2 separate regions of the Gossypium hirsutum genome follow, and region 1 is linked to region 2. A link is a contact called in public Hi-C data. All regions are on one chromosome and are shown on one strand. Each heading gives the region's core, a stretch centred on a gene start, on an enhancer-like site or on the middle of the called end of the contact. The rest is flanking DNA. Distances are from core to core; before and after follow the strand shown.

The links. A called contact is a pair of places that touch in the nucleus more often than the background predicts.
Region 1: a contact with region 2 is called in a Hi-C map of fibers, with 2.3 times the contacts expected there. The contact joins the promoter of LOC107913789 here to the enhancer-like site in region 2. A contact is called at or near these places in 5 of 34 Hi-C or Micro-C datasets (callus, fibers and leaf).

Annotation. Positions count from the first base shown.
Region 1 is chrD10:3,689,798-3,696,874 of Gossypium_hirsutum_v2.1, reverse strand. It overlaps LOC107913789 (katanin p60 ATPase-containing subunit A-like 2), which reads right to left and starts at 1,320. Exons shown (of 11, transcript XM_016842422.2): 1 at 1,068-1,320; 2 at 557-706; 3 at 405-460; 4 at 158-223; 5 at 1-39. The coding sequence starts at 1,106. LOC107913796 (a long non-coding RNA gene) reads left to right here and starts at 6,040. Exons shown (of 4, transcript XR_005919562.1): 1 at 6,040-6,264; 2 at 6,558-7,077. LOC121222320 (a long non-coding RNA gene) reads right to left here and starts at 3,767. Exons shown (of 2, transcript XR_005919564.1): 1 at 3,682-3,767; 2 at 3,035-3,367.
Region 2 is chrD10:3,602,759-3,609,212 of Gossypium_hirsutum_v2.1, reverse strand. It overlaps LOC121222318 (a long non-coding RNA gene), which reads left to right and starts at 30. Exons shown (of 3, transcript XR_005919556.1): 1 at 30-171; 2 at 287-488; 3 at 611-745. It also overlaps the pseudogene LOC107913785. Within about 2 kb of position 5,187, at least 5 of the 9 cell types and tissues checked have an H3K27ac peak or open chromatin away from gene starts, as enhancers often do. A contact at or near this core is called in fibers, where this site is marked.

The DNA.
Region 1 (7,077 bases), core at 71-2,570, 92 kb before region 2:
CTTTCCCACTTAACATCTGGATTTCCTCGAACAATGTCCCTGAAAGGGATGATGTAAGATGATATGAAGTAGACAAAATTTTCAATGTCAAAGAATAAACCACCAGAGCTAAAACTTCATTTCTACCACCAATGAAGTTCCTGGTTTTTATAATTACCTACTCAAACTCTCCCCTAAAGCACGCATTTCTGCAGTTTCAAAAGCAGGAAGAAGAGACCTTTGCCTTGACAAAAGAAACGGAAACATCAAAATCGTCATTTTCTTAAGAACTGGAGAATCATATCTTGATTCTCATTAACCATAAGAATGTTAATCGGAGTTATCAATGTTGAGAAATATTTATATTCTAAAGTGTAAATAAACAAATTTGTTAAGTTGCGAATCAGAGGAAGAAATGAACATACGGTCTAGAATCAAATCCATTAGACACCGCACCATTAGAGTGCACCCCGTTCGCGTCCTGAAGACAAAACAGAACAATAAAGAAGCAAATCAATTAAGAAATACACAAAAATGCTTCCTTTTTTTTTACATTTAAAAAGCTAAAAAAATATACCTGTTTTCGGTACTGCTCGTAAATAGCCATTTCAGACGTGTTCTTGACAGAATGGTTTCCATTAGAGGTCACGTTCAAATCAGTGCCATTGGAAACGAGCGCATCAGCAGCTTGATCATCTTGTGGCTCAGCTAATCTCTTTCTCCCAAACTTGGCATCGTAGAACATTTTAAAATCCAGTAAATAATCATATTATCACTTCAATAAAATGCTTTGAACTTTACTCTCTCTCTCTTTTTTCCCCTTATTCTTCTCCACATTGCTTCATACAGATAGATCACGGTTCAAAAATTCAAAGAGCATAAAGAAAAGAAAAGGAAACAACAACAACAAAAAAAAGTTTATAAAATCCAAAGCAATTTAAGCTAAAGAAATGAGTAAAATTTTATTAAAAGAGTAAAGTCAATCGAAGCAAGTCAAATAAACTTCATGCAGTTCAGTTCAGTGAGTTTTCATTTTCAAATTCGTTACTGCAAACAAACAGGAAAAATGAAAGAAAGAGATCGAGTACCAGAAAAGACCAGCGAGAGGGCAAAGGTTCATCGGTCATTGTTGAAGTAAAATTAAAATCTGAGCTTTGGATAATAGCAGAAGAAGAAGAAGAAGAAGAAGAAGCGAGTACCAGAAAAGGAGAGATTTACGAAAATTAAATTTTCACTAAGATCTCATATCTTTTGTTGATGTAAATTATAAACTTCCAAAAGACTGGAAGTAGGGTGCAGAAGAACAGTTTACTGAGCACATGCTTTAAAAACTCTGCTCATGAGACAAAATGGGAAAATAAATTAAATAAAATTGAGGGTAAACTACAACATTAGTCACTAAACTATGGGTATATTCTAGTTTTGGTCACTTAATTAAAACAAGTTACAATTTAATCATTAAACATTTCAAAATTGTTCTTCTCAGTCCGCTGTGGCAATTTTTTTAGTTGGTATAATAATATTTTTAGTCCTCAATTTTTATATTTTTTGTCAATTTTTGTCAAATTGTGGATTTAATCCCTGCATTTTTATTTAGTCATTTTTAGTCATTATACTTTCCAAACCAAACAGTAACTGTTAAATTCATTAAATAAAATTCTACTATTTCTAAAATATGATGTGCCAAACATATTATCATGTGTAATACCATGTCGGTTTATTATTTTCACATATCACTCACTAAAAATACAGTTAATGGACTAGCAACTATCATTTGCGTGAAGACTGAAATTTCAAAATTCGAAAAGTATCGGGACTTATAATGATCTAATTCGAGAAAATGGATTAAATCTATAACTATATGAATTAAATTTAACGAAACAGATTTAATTGCTATTGTTTGTGTCGAGACTAAATTTTCAAAAATTAAAAAGTATTGGGACTAAAAGTGACCGACTTGAAAAATACAAAGACTAAAAGTGATCAATTAAAAGTACAAGGACTAAATCTATAACTTTTACAAAGTACATGGACTAATAACAAAATTTAACCTATTTTATATTACATTTCTAACAAATGAATTCTTAAAAAATCACAATACGTTAAAACATAAATTTCCAAATAAAACTTATATTTCTACCCTCCAAGTTATTTTAAATCTAAAATCTTCTTCGTACATCATTTTTACATGTATTTTCATCCATTTAACAGTCCAAGCTACTGTTGATAACTTGAAAAATTAAGTAATTTAACTACTGAATTTAAATTATAAATATTTTTAATATATTACTTAAAATTAATTATGAAATATAATTAGATTGTTTGATAAATATAAATTACAAATTATAGAAATAAAATAAAATTCTGCATTTTATACTTAAATTTTAAACACTTCACTTTATTCTAAATAAAAATCAAAATTTAAATGTAAAGTCTTTATAAGATAATATAATATTAAAATAAATTTAATTAATTAATTAAAAATATTCTCCATTATTAATCATAAATCCAGTTGAAGTTTAAGGCGGTGTAGCTAAGTAATTGAAACATTGCCAAACCTCTTTTGTTTTTTTAGCTTTTAATTTTCTTAAAATAATTTTATCGTGATCATATTTGTTCTTTTTAACCTAGTGTCTAAAATCATTCATAACTCTTTTTCAACCTATAAATAAGAAGATAATACGCTTCAGCACACTCAAACTCACGTCCTCCTACATTGACAACAATACGCATATCGACTTTTTTAGTTGAATCATTTACAATCATCCAAACTTAACACTAAATTTTATATAAAAAGGAAGAAAAATATTGATGAACTAGATTCGAACAAAACTTTATTTGCTTCACTTTCAAATAGCCTCGAAATAAAATAATTAATTTAAGGTTGAATATAATGTCATCACTGAATTTTACCCGATTAGGGTTTTGAGCCGGGTTGATCTCGTATGGGCCCAATGATCGGGCCCATTAAGATTTAATTTTGGAATTGTTTTAGCCCATTTTAAATTTTTGTTTTAAATATTAATAAAATAGTCATAATGAAATTTTGAAAAAATACAAAAATATAAATTACATTTTGGCCCCTGAACTTTTCTAAATTACATCTCAACCCCTAAACTTTTCAAAATTACATTTCAACCCTTAAACTTTCTCAAAATTACATTTCTACTCCTAAACTTTTCTAAATTTCATTTGGGCCCCTAAACATTCTATAAATTACATATTAGCCCCATATTTCCTAAAATTATGTTTTTACCCCAAAAACTTTGCATACTCTACAATTCAGTTCTTCTGGGCATGACAAGACTGCCCCCAACCAGCATCCGGGCGTGCACCGCACCCTACGCCTGACACCGCCAATCATCCATGCTCCCCACCTCCATGCCACCTGAAAACAAGAAGGAAAACGACAAAATTGAAGGATTTAAAAGAAGAAGATGAGAGGAAGAGAGGGGGGGTTCGATTTTCGGCAGCCAAGGAAAGCAAAAAAAAAAACAACAAAATCAAGCAAAAAAACAGCAGCAAAAAGCCCCACGCCTCCGCGTCCACCGCCGTCCCTCACCACCGGCCGTCGTTCCCCATCCACCAAAGACAAAGAAAGCCAATAAATAAAAAAAAGCAAAGTCAAAGAAAAAAACAGCAAGCAAAAAGAAAAAAAAAACAAGCAAAGAAGAAAAAGAGAAGAGAAGAGGAGAGCTTCACCGTGCGCCACCGCTGACCGCCGCGCCAGGCTGGGGGGTGCACCGTCGGGGCTGAACGGAGAAGAAAGAAAGAAGAAACAGAGAAGAAAGAAGGAAAAAAAAGGGAAAGAAAAATAAAAAATATATATATCGGGTCGACCCGACCCGGATTCAACCCGCGACCCGACCCACGACCCGGTGAACCGACCCGACCCAGCAGCAGCAGTCCCAAGCCCAAAGCAGCCCAAAAAAAACAAAACAGAAAAATAACAGCAGAAAAAAAAAAAGAAAAGAAGCAGGCCACAGCAGGCCTGTTCAGCCCAATCCAGCAGCAGGCCCACGCTTCCAGCAGCCCAGAAGACCGGTGCCAGCAGCCCAGCAGATTCGGCCCAGTCCCTAGCAGCCCACTAAGGCCCAATCAGAAGCAAAAAAAAGGAAAAGGGCCTATTCTTCAAGCCCATAACTTTGGGCTTTTGGTAATTTTATTAATCCATTTTAATTTAGCTCATGTATTTAAATGGTGTTTCATTTAATTTAAATTAGTATTTTTAAAATAGTTTTTTATAAATATTATTATGATTTTTTTTTGCATGTTAAAAAAATAAATAAAAAAATTATTTTAAATGCACAAGGCAACGAACCGGTTTAATATTAAGTCATCGAATTCATCGCTATGTTGGGTAGATATCGATGGCTCGTGTTAAATTCGGGATGCCCTTTTAAAATAAAAAATATTCAAAAATCCTCGTGTTTTAAAAAAAAAGTTTCTCGTGTTTTAATAGAATATCGATTAAATATTAAATTGAATCGGTTTAACACTAATTCGTCGATTTCATTGCCATGTTGGGGTGAATATCATCGGCTCGTGTTAAATACGGTACGTTTTAAAAAAAATAAAAAAATTTCGTGTTTCAAATTTTCGTATTTTCAAAAATTACTCGTATTTCAAAATTTTTGACTTTTCGCATTTTCAAAGGTTTTCGTGTTTCAAAAAAATATATTCGCGTTCTTTTTAAAAATAAATTTCTCGTATTTTAAAAATTTTCGTGTTTTTTAAAAAATCTCTTCATGTTTTCAAAAATCTTCGTGTTTCCAAAAATTCCGGTGATTTATTATTATTTTTTTAAAAAAAACTGTCTTGTAAAAATTTCCGTGTTTTAAAAATTCTCGTGTTTTCAAAAATTCTCGTGTAAAAAATCGTGCTTTAAAATTCTCGTGTTTTAATTAAATTTTTCGTGTTTAATCAGATCACGACTAAATATTAAATTGAACTCGTATTTTTGAAAATTAAGACAACATGCGTTTAACGAGATACCAATTTTGGGCGTCGCGAGGGTGCTAATACCTTCCTCGTTCGTAACCGACTCCCGAACTCTAATTTTCTCTGGATTTTCACGTAGACCTAAAATTACCTTTTTTTAGAAAAATTTAAAAGTAAATTTTTTTTTAAAAAAGAGAATTTATTAGGTGTCCGATTACACCTAGAAAAAAAGATCGGTGGCGACTCCTTTTACAAATAAAATCGAGATTCGATTTTCAAGTTTTTAATAATTACTTCGACTAGCGCCTATCACCAAATTTTTAGGTCGCTACATATAAGATAAAATAAATTTCCAAATTATATAAGATATAGTATGGAGAGAGGCAAAGCTAAGCAGCCAATTGAACCCATTCCACAGACAACCGTACAATGAAAATAACAGCTTAAGTTAGCAGTATCCAGTGCTGCCAAACACCTGTCGATTAAAATTAAATCTAGTGCTTGTCCTAGACGAGCCTGGACCATGTCATAGTGGAGCTTCTGCCTAACAATTTTCCAATCTTTAGGATATAAGCTTAATTGTGGGATACACTTACCTCCATCGGTGTAAAAGTAAGTAAATTTGCATTCTTTTGTATTTGTTTTATAGATAATATTTTAACAATTTAATCCTCATATTTTATATTTCATTCATATAAATCATGCATGTCAAACTTGATGTACATTAAAATTTTCTAATATTTATTTTATAGTATTTTAGATCGATGTGATAGAGATATCGAATTGGTTCAAAATTTTATATGTAAAAAAACTTTCAACCATTCAATAAATATTAATATATATAACTTCAACGGTTTGATGGTTAAAATATTAATTGTATATAAAGGTACAAAAGGGTGTAATATTATTTTAGTTTTACACCACTATGTTAATTGATAACTAATATGGTTCCTACCCACGCTTCGAGTTGGGTTGGTTACTTATTTTTTGATTAAATCATAGATTAAAATTTTAAAAGTTACAATATATTCAGGGTTTGTTTGGTTGGGTGTAATGGCTAATCCATTACACCCCGAATCGGTGGCCCCACTGAATACAGCGTTTGGTTCGCTGTATTGCCGTAATACAGGCTTATTACGTTGCAGACGGATTCGGCATTTTCTCTGCTTCAGCGCCGATTTCTAATCCCTTCCAAAAACAAAGATTAGCTATTACGTCTCTGTTTTGATTTTCTTTTTCAATTTTTGCCCTCAGCTTCATCTTCTGCTTCTGTAACTTTCTTTCCAACCATCTCTACGTTTCCCTTTTTTTCCATTGATTGCAGAGGAGACCTAGATATTTAAGGTAATTTTTATTTTTTCCTCATTCTCCTTATTGCGTTCTTCATCTTCTTCTCCTTCTTCATCCAGGTAACTTTCCTCCTTCTACTTCTTCCGTTCTTCATCTTTTATTTCCAATTTTCCTTAGCTTTGTCCCTCGCATATCTTCTCTTCTCAAGGCTGCTGTTTTGTTTCGCTCAAATCTATGGCTACTTTCACCTCTTTCTCTCTTTTTCAGTACTCTTTTATCTGTTTATATTTTGTTAATGTTAAGGATAGAGTGATAAAGTATTGATTCTGGGTATTTGATTTGGACAGTAATTATGCAACGACTGGAAGGATTGTTGCAATTGTGAGAGCCTCACCACGACTCTCTTCTTCTCTCACCTCCATCAATTTTCTAACACCAAATCACTCACGCAGGTATTTTTCTTTTCTTTTTATTTGGTTGGGAAGTTCTCTTATTTCGGCATTCAATTGATGAATCTTCTTTTTCCTTTTTCATGTCGGTTTCCTTTGTTGATAGATAGTTCGAAACCATCTGTTAATGCTAATTATGGTGTTGTTATCTAGAATTTATTAGAGAAATAAGAAAATTTAAGTGAAAGAAAAATTAAAATGGGGTGGTCAGTAATATTCCTTGTGTTTCGATATGTAAATAAGTTGAATCAAATTATTATGGCTTGATCACCAAGTTTGTAAATAAGCATGCAGGGATGGAAATGGCTCAACTCATATGTGGAGGTTGTCGAACATTTCTAATGTATACATGTGGAGCAGCAAGTATAAAAATGTTGCACCAGGTACAATTTAATGATTTTGTGCATGTGATATAAAT
Region 2 (6,454 bases), core at 3,938-6,437:
AAGTTATGTTGCCATTTACGTGGTCCACCTAATCATGACAGGATTGTAACATGTATTTGTTCTGATAGACAATTTTTGAGGTTATGTGAGGATAGGGTTTTGCAAACCAAAATATGAGTGAAATTGACCGGATGTAATTGACTTCTCTGATTTAACAACACAATTGCAATTGTGAGTCCCAAATCAACTGATCCTGTTATGTTCTTTTATTATTTCATTATCATTGGCACCGTCGCAAGGTTACAGACTGTGCATCTATTAACGAGTGGACTTTTATTATCATCAGGTCGCATTGAAACCTACATTTTCATCTTCATCTTGAAGGAGATACAGATGATCGCCATCTCGAATGACATGTATATCATCTATTTCAGCATTCTGAGAATTAAGAACTTTTGTAAATGTGTAGCATCCAAACTTTTCACCTGCAGTTTCACAAGGTTATGGAATGAGAAATGAATAAAGCAAAAGCAGGCAAATAAACAAAGGTGGTTTTCTGGTTCCTGTTCGTGGTTTGAAAAAATCCTTTTAGTTATTTCTTTACTTTAACCTATTTGGATTCTAGTCACCTATGAATTTGATTTTTAATTGTTTTTTCCCATATGTTCAGGTTATTTCAAGTGCTCTTTTCTGTCAAACTTACCAGCCACTCTGAGCAACTCTTGTATTGAATCAGGTAGGAGTATCAACTTTCCAAGTTGTCTACTTGATGTACTGCTGCTCTGGAACTGCATGTGAATTGTAACTCTTTTCTTGGTCGGTATTGTTACCTCTCTATAATTGCGCGAGTTGAAGAAATTTTGGGCCCCGCTTCTATGTTTGCTTTGATTATTCTTGGGGTCATCTGCTATTTCTGGCTCTATAATCTCTATCATATGTTCATCTTTCTTTCTTTTGTTTTCATAACTAAGTAAGAGCTCATATATGCTCTTGTTTCCCTGTTGCTCTGCCAACACTTTTGGTGTCCTTCCTCTTGCATCTAGCTTATTTACACTTGCTCCTCCTTCGAGCAAAATCTTAACCATTTCAATGTGCCCCTTGCGAACAGCATCATGGAGAGCTGTTTGGCCATCCTCAGCTGTTGGAATTCCATTATCTGTAATTCTACTTGTTTGACTCTTCTCTATAGCCTCTGATCCCAAGAAACCTATGTCTGTTGCTTCTTTCTTTGATGCATATCTCTGTGGTTGATCTTCAAATCCAGTTTCTGAACAACTTCCTCTCATTGTTCCTTCCTCGGGCTGGTCAAAGCTGCTGCTCTCTAGCCCATTCAATTTCTGCGAGAACAAACCATCACTTCATACTGTTTATAACAATAATAATGTTTCATTACTCTAGAAGTTACATAAGCAATATTTACCATGTAAAGATTATGCATAATAACACGTCCATCTTCCATATTTACTTGTATGCTGTTCATCAGTGAAGTTCCACTCAGTCGTAGTATTTGACAAAGCTCTTTGGTCCTAACTGTGTATGGCTGTGGCCTATAACATAGAACTCCAACCTCTCCAAACATATCCCCAGCTGCTACCTTTCCCATAACCTGTAAATCACATTTCGACATGTTAAATTTTTCGTAGTGTTTCTGATTTACCATAAAGAAAATACTATAGATTACAGATGTTAAAGTAATATCTTACCTGATCATGCCCATCAGCATGGGAGATCAAGTTCTGCAATCAGGAATCAATCAGTCATCAAATTAATGTGAGAAATTGACATTGTTTAGTTTCTATAGTCTGCATACATCAGAATAAGCTTACTTACTGCTGCTCCCGAGACAAGTATATAAAGATCTGTTGGGGCTTCATACTGCAGAATGACATCTTCTTTGGGTGGGAAATACTCAGCATCCATTTCTGAAACCTTTCACAGAGTAATAAATTGCATTAGCATCTTGTGAAAATGAATAAAAGTCAAAATGATGTATGTGTAGTGATCACTGCATCAAAATACTCCAGAACTTGTAGATCTTTCCATAGTTCTGGTCTTTCTAATTAAAATACTATTTTAGCCTAAAAAGATTATGGTATAGACAAATATAGTTAGCCTGAGAATTATTACCAACTGAAACAAGAAGTCATGAGAAACTCCTTGGAAGAGGTAGACTTTCTGCACAATGTGGAAGAAGAGATGCTGTGCAATGCTTGAGCGGATGGCTTTTGGCAAACTATTTAGGGTCTCTTGTTGTTTCAATCCTTCTGTTTTGAATCGCAAGCATATGTGTGACAACATTTGATCTTGTATGCGGGGGGTAACTGATTGCGTGTCGCAAATTCCGAAGCAGCTCTAATTGTATCCCTCTGTAACACCACAAATGGTAAATATTTCTTGCATAAGCACTTCCACGCTAGAGATTGCATCCTTCTCAAAAAGAAAACATGGTTGAACCTGAAGAAGGGACTCGAAGTTTGTAATGCTCTAATGAGCTAAAAAATACTAAGCATTCCTACTTGATTTTTTATGTCATAAAATATCAAGGACTCTTGGCATTACCTTTAACTGGGTTTTAAGCTTGAATTTTTTTCAATATAAAAATGCCTTACAAAAACTAACTTTTATCCAGTGCAGTTGTGCGTGTCCTGATTGTGACTGTAGAACTTATTTTATATGTTAAGTTCTCCCGGCAGGTTAATGATGAATTTGGAAGGTGTCAGGGAACTTACAAAATTACGGGTCCGGCTTGTCCAGTGAACTACGAGGTTTGTCATGTTCCCAATGAGGTAAGCTGTTAATCCCAAATTAAACAGCATGTAAAAGATATCAAATAGCATCTCTCTTGGATTCTCAGCATGCAAGTCCCCATAACCAGTTGTAGTAAGCGTTGTAATGGACCAGTAAATTGAAGTTATATATCTGTCCCAGAGACTCTGCTCTTTGAAATTCGGGTAGACAGCACCAATCCAGGTTTTCGAAGGATCAGGGTATCTTTCTGCAATCAAATAGTTAAAACATCCCGCACAATGTACTGTAAACAGGGTCACCTGAAATCAACCCAAGAGGAAAACAACCCATATTTCAGTTGACTGAGGCAATATTTCTGATAGTGGTTAGACAAAAACAAAAAGGAAGTTTCAGTGCCTTACAGAAATGAGCTTGGTGCACCGAGTCCAGAAGTAGTTGAAGCGTATGTCTTTCTCAAGTCTGAAGTAAAGCAAACCTGTAAGTAAATATTGTAGTTTTCCCATTGTAATAGTTTAAGAATTTTGAAAGGCATGGATAGAATCTGGTTATTACCTTGCAAAAAGGGAGCTGACTCGTCTCAGACGCCAGAGTCTGAGCATGTTGAGTAGCCTAAGCCAGAGCTCACTACCATGGTTGGTGAACAAGAGGCTGAGAGACTGAAATGGGGCAGTGGAACAGACATCGAAAGCAAACCAGGTAGATATGTACCTGGATGTTGGATGGATCATATAAACTCAGTTTTTGCTCGAATAGTCAACATGGTTTTCTTAGTTGAAAAGGGCTTTTTGAACAATGCTGCAAAATCTTATTTACCTGATTGCAATCTTCTTGGGATCATCAACAAGGAGGTAAGAGTGGCTATCGAGGTATGCAACAAAGAAGGTGAGAACGATGTCAACAGCAAAGAAGCCATTGACAATGTTGTCAAAAATGAAAAGTCCATCTTTCTCATAAGTCAGGAATGCGAACTCGAATGGACAGATCCAGGCAGAGTAAATGACTAGAACAACCAGCCACATCTCCCATGCCCTGAAATAATGAATAGGATGTAAGCAGCAGTTTTAATATATTGAAAGAATATATGAGTAAACCACGGCTACGGTCATCACCTGTAGTAAGGGTTGAAAGGAGAAATGATGTATCTACGTAGCTTCGTCGTTTGGTTAATTCTGGCCCCAAGTGAAGGAAGGAGATCACTTGAGAAGAAATTGCCATGAATATCACTTCCCATTTGAAATTCATCATTACAAAACCGCTGGAAGAAGTTTTTGGTACAGGAAAATGACATCGAGTTGTTTGAATACTCAAGGCTACACATACAATAGGATGCTATTAAACTTCTGGCGGGGTTAAGTCTCAAAGGAATGGTTTATAAATAGCAAACATGTGAAGAGGGACACGGGTTTAGTTTTCCTTTTTAAAACCTTTACCTCAATTGTTTTCTGAAATATTTAAAAAAGAACATTCAAGCTCAAGCAACTAAGAAAGGAACCGAAAGTTGGACAAGGCTGAGACAAATTTTCCATCTTGTTTGGACAAAAATGATAAACAAGGAACAAGAAAAACTTGACGAGTGGAAGGAGAAAGACCATGAAAATGGAAAGCACTGGAAGTGGCAGACATGGGTGTGCAGCAATGCAGTTGCCAGTTGCAGCAATGAAATCTCAGAGAGAAAAAAAAGGGATGGGAGAGAAAAAGAGGAAGGGGAGAGAGAAGGAGAAACAGAGAGAGGTTTCAATGGCAACAGTAATGGTGCTTGGGGTGGTGAAATGGTGTAGCTGGTGGATGTGAGAGTTCCAACATCAAAGCATGTGCAGGTATGTTTGATATATAGACAACCCTTGTTGCTAGGACGGGTTATAATGAAAACCATTGTATTGGTGTTTTCATTTCAGAATCCAGCGGTGGACCAGACAGCCGTGGTAGAATGGGGGAGTATGTTTTGATTTATGGTTGCCAGGTGGTCCAATCAAATTGTTGGTTACAGGTATATGACATCTTTCTTTTGCTAAAATTCGTTTTCAATACAATCCCCTTGCCCTCTTCTCCTTCCTAATAACAGCTGAAGTTGTTTATTTTAGCCACGCAATTAGGATCATACTTGTGACCATGCATTCCCGCAATACAATTCAATCCCCCTCCCCCACCACCACCACCACCACCTGCCACCTCCCATATGCTTTGACCCTTTTTTCTGCATGTTCAGCCGACGCGTTATCAATATTATTATTTCTTTGCCGACTTCTTTGCTCTGTTTCTGATGATTTGATGATAATTTCATCTTGCTTATTCCATCTGTATTCTGATATGGACAGTCCTTAATGATTGCGTTTAACGGCAGTTAGATAAAACTTAATTAGCTTTATAAAAAAGCAGAGCCGAAAAAGGGGAATGAAGGACTCGTAGAAGACAAATTCTTTAAGACTGTAACCGTATGCGATGCCGAAAAAGTAAAGTAAAATATTAGTCGAAAAGTCTGTAGTAGAGTAATGATTGTGTCAATTTTATGTTATAAAACTTGAGATGTTAAGGAAGTTTGGGACCCCCAAAGTGTATATCCCTTGAAGATTCTGTGTATGTTTGATGAGCTGTCAGGTCCAACCATCTATTTGCAAAGACCTTGATACCTTCCTCCTCTTTCGGTTTCCAAATATTAGTCCCGTTCTTAGGGTTTTACCTTCTTTTATAATTTATCAAAAAGCATTCTTGACATTTTTGCAATCTCTCTCTAATAGTGAATGTGATTATGCCATCTCATTCTCTTCTGGGTCTTGACCTCAACCTTACTCAGTTTTGGTAAGTCGGTCCCTCTTCTCTTACCATCACCTGCCTAAGTTTTTTCTTTTCTTTTCTTTTCTTCTTTTGAAAATTCCAATCTATTTGTAATCTCTCAAACAGCTAATTAATCATGTCCACTTAAAAAATGCATTACGTTTAATCCTAAAGTTACAATAATATCAATCCCACCCTAATATCAATGTCTATTTTAAACTGTCATTTTCAATAAATGTATGTTTGATTTTTTATTCACAGTGCATGGGAATTAATTCTTTTTAAAAAAAATAACATTTAATTTTTGAATTTGACGAATTTTTTTTATATTAATCTTTGAACTTGAATTTTATCAAAAGTTTAATTGTTTTTTAAATAAAGTTAAAATTTTATCATATCTCACTCTTAAAGTGTCACATCATTTGATTATTTTTAAATAATATAATATCTAAAAAAATTACTAAAAGTACACGTTTAGAATGAATTTAGATAATTGACTTTTAAGTTCTTTTGAATTTGGACATTCACTTGCCCAGCGGCAAAGTTAAAAAAAATTTTTGAGGGACCGGAATTAAATTGTATATTTTTATGAGTAGTTTATATATTTATATTTTTAAATGATTAAATCAAAATTTTATCATATTTGAAGAGGTCAAAATGTAATTTTAGCATTACTAATTTAAAATTTTATAAATCATCTAAATAAAAAAATTTATTTTAGGAGCAAGGCACCTGCCACTGCACTTAGGTTTATTCTAAATGTGGTTTTTAATCATTATTAACGGGATGAAGCTGGACATGCATTTGTCCAGGTATATTTGAAAAACACATTTGATGAAATCTAAATTAGAAATTAAAATGAGGAAATTTAGGGATTAAATAATGTTTGATTGTAGTTGAACTTGAGCAAAGGATGACACGTGGCAGATAAGGTTTATTTTAATCAACATTAAATAGTAATATTAAAAGCAAAGGGATAAAGGCGAATATAGAT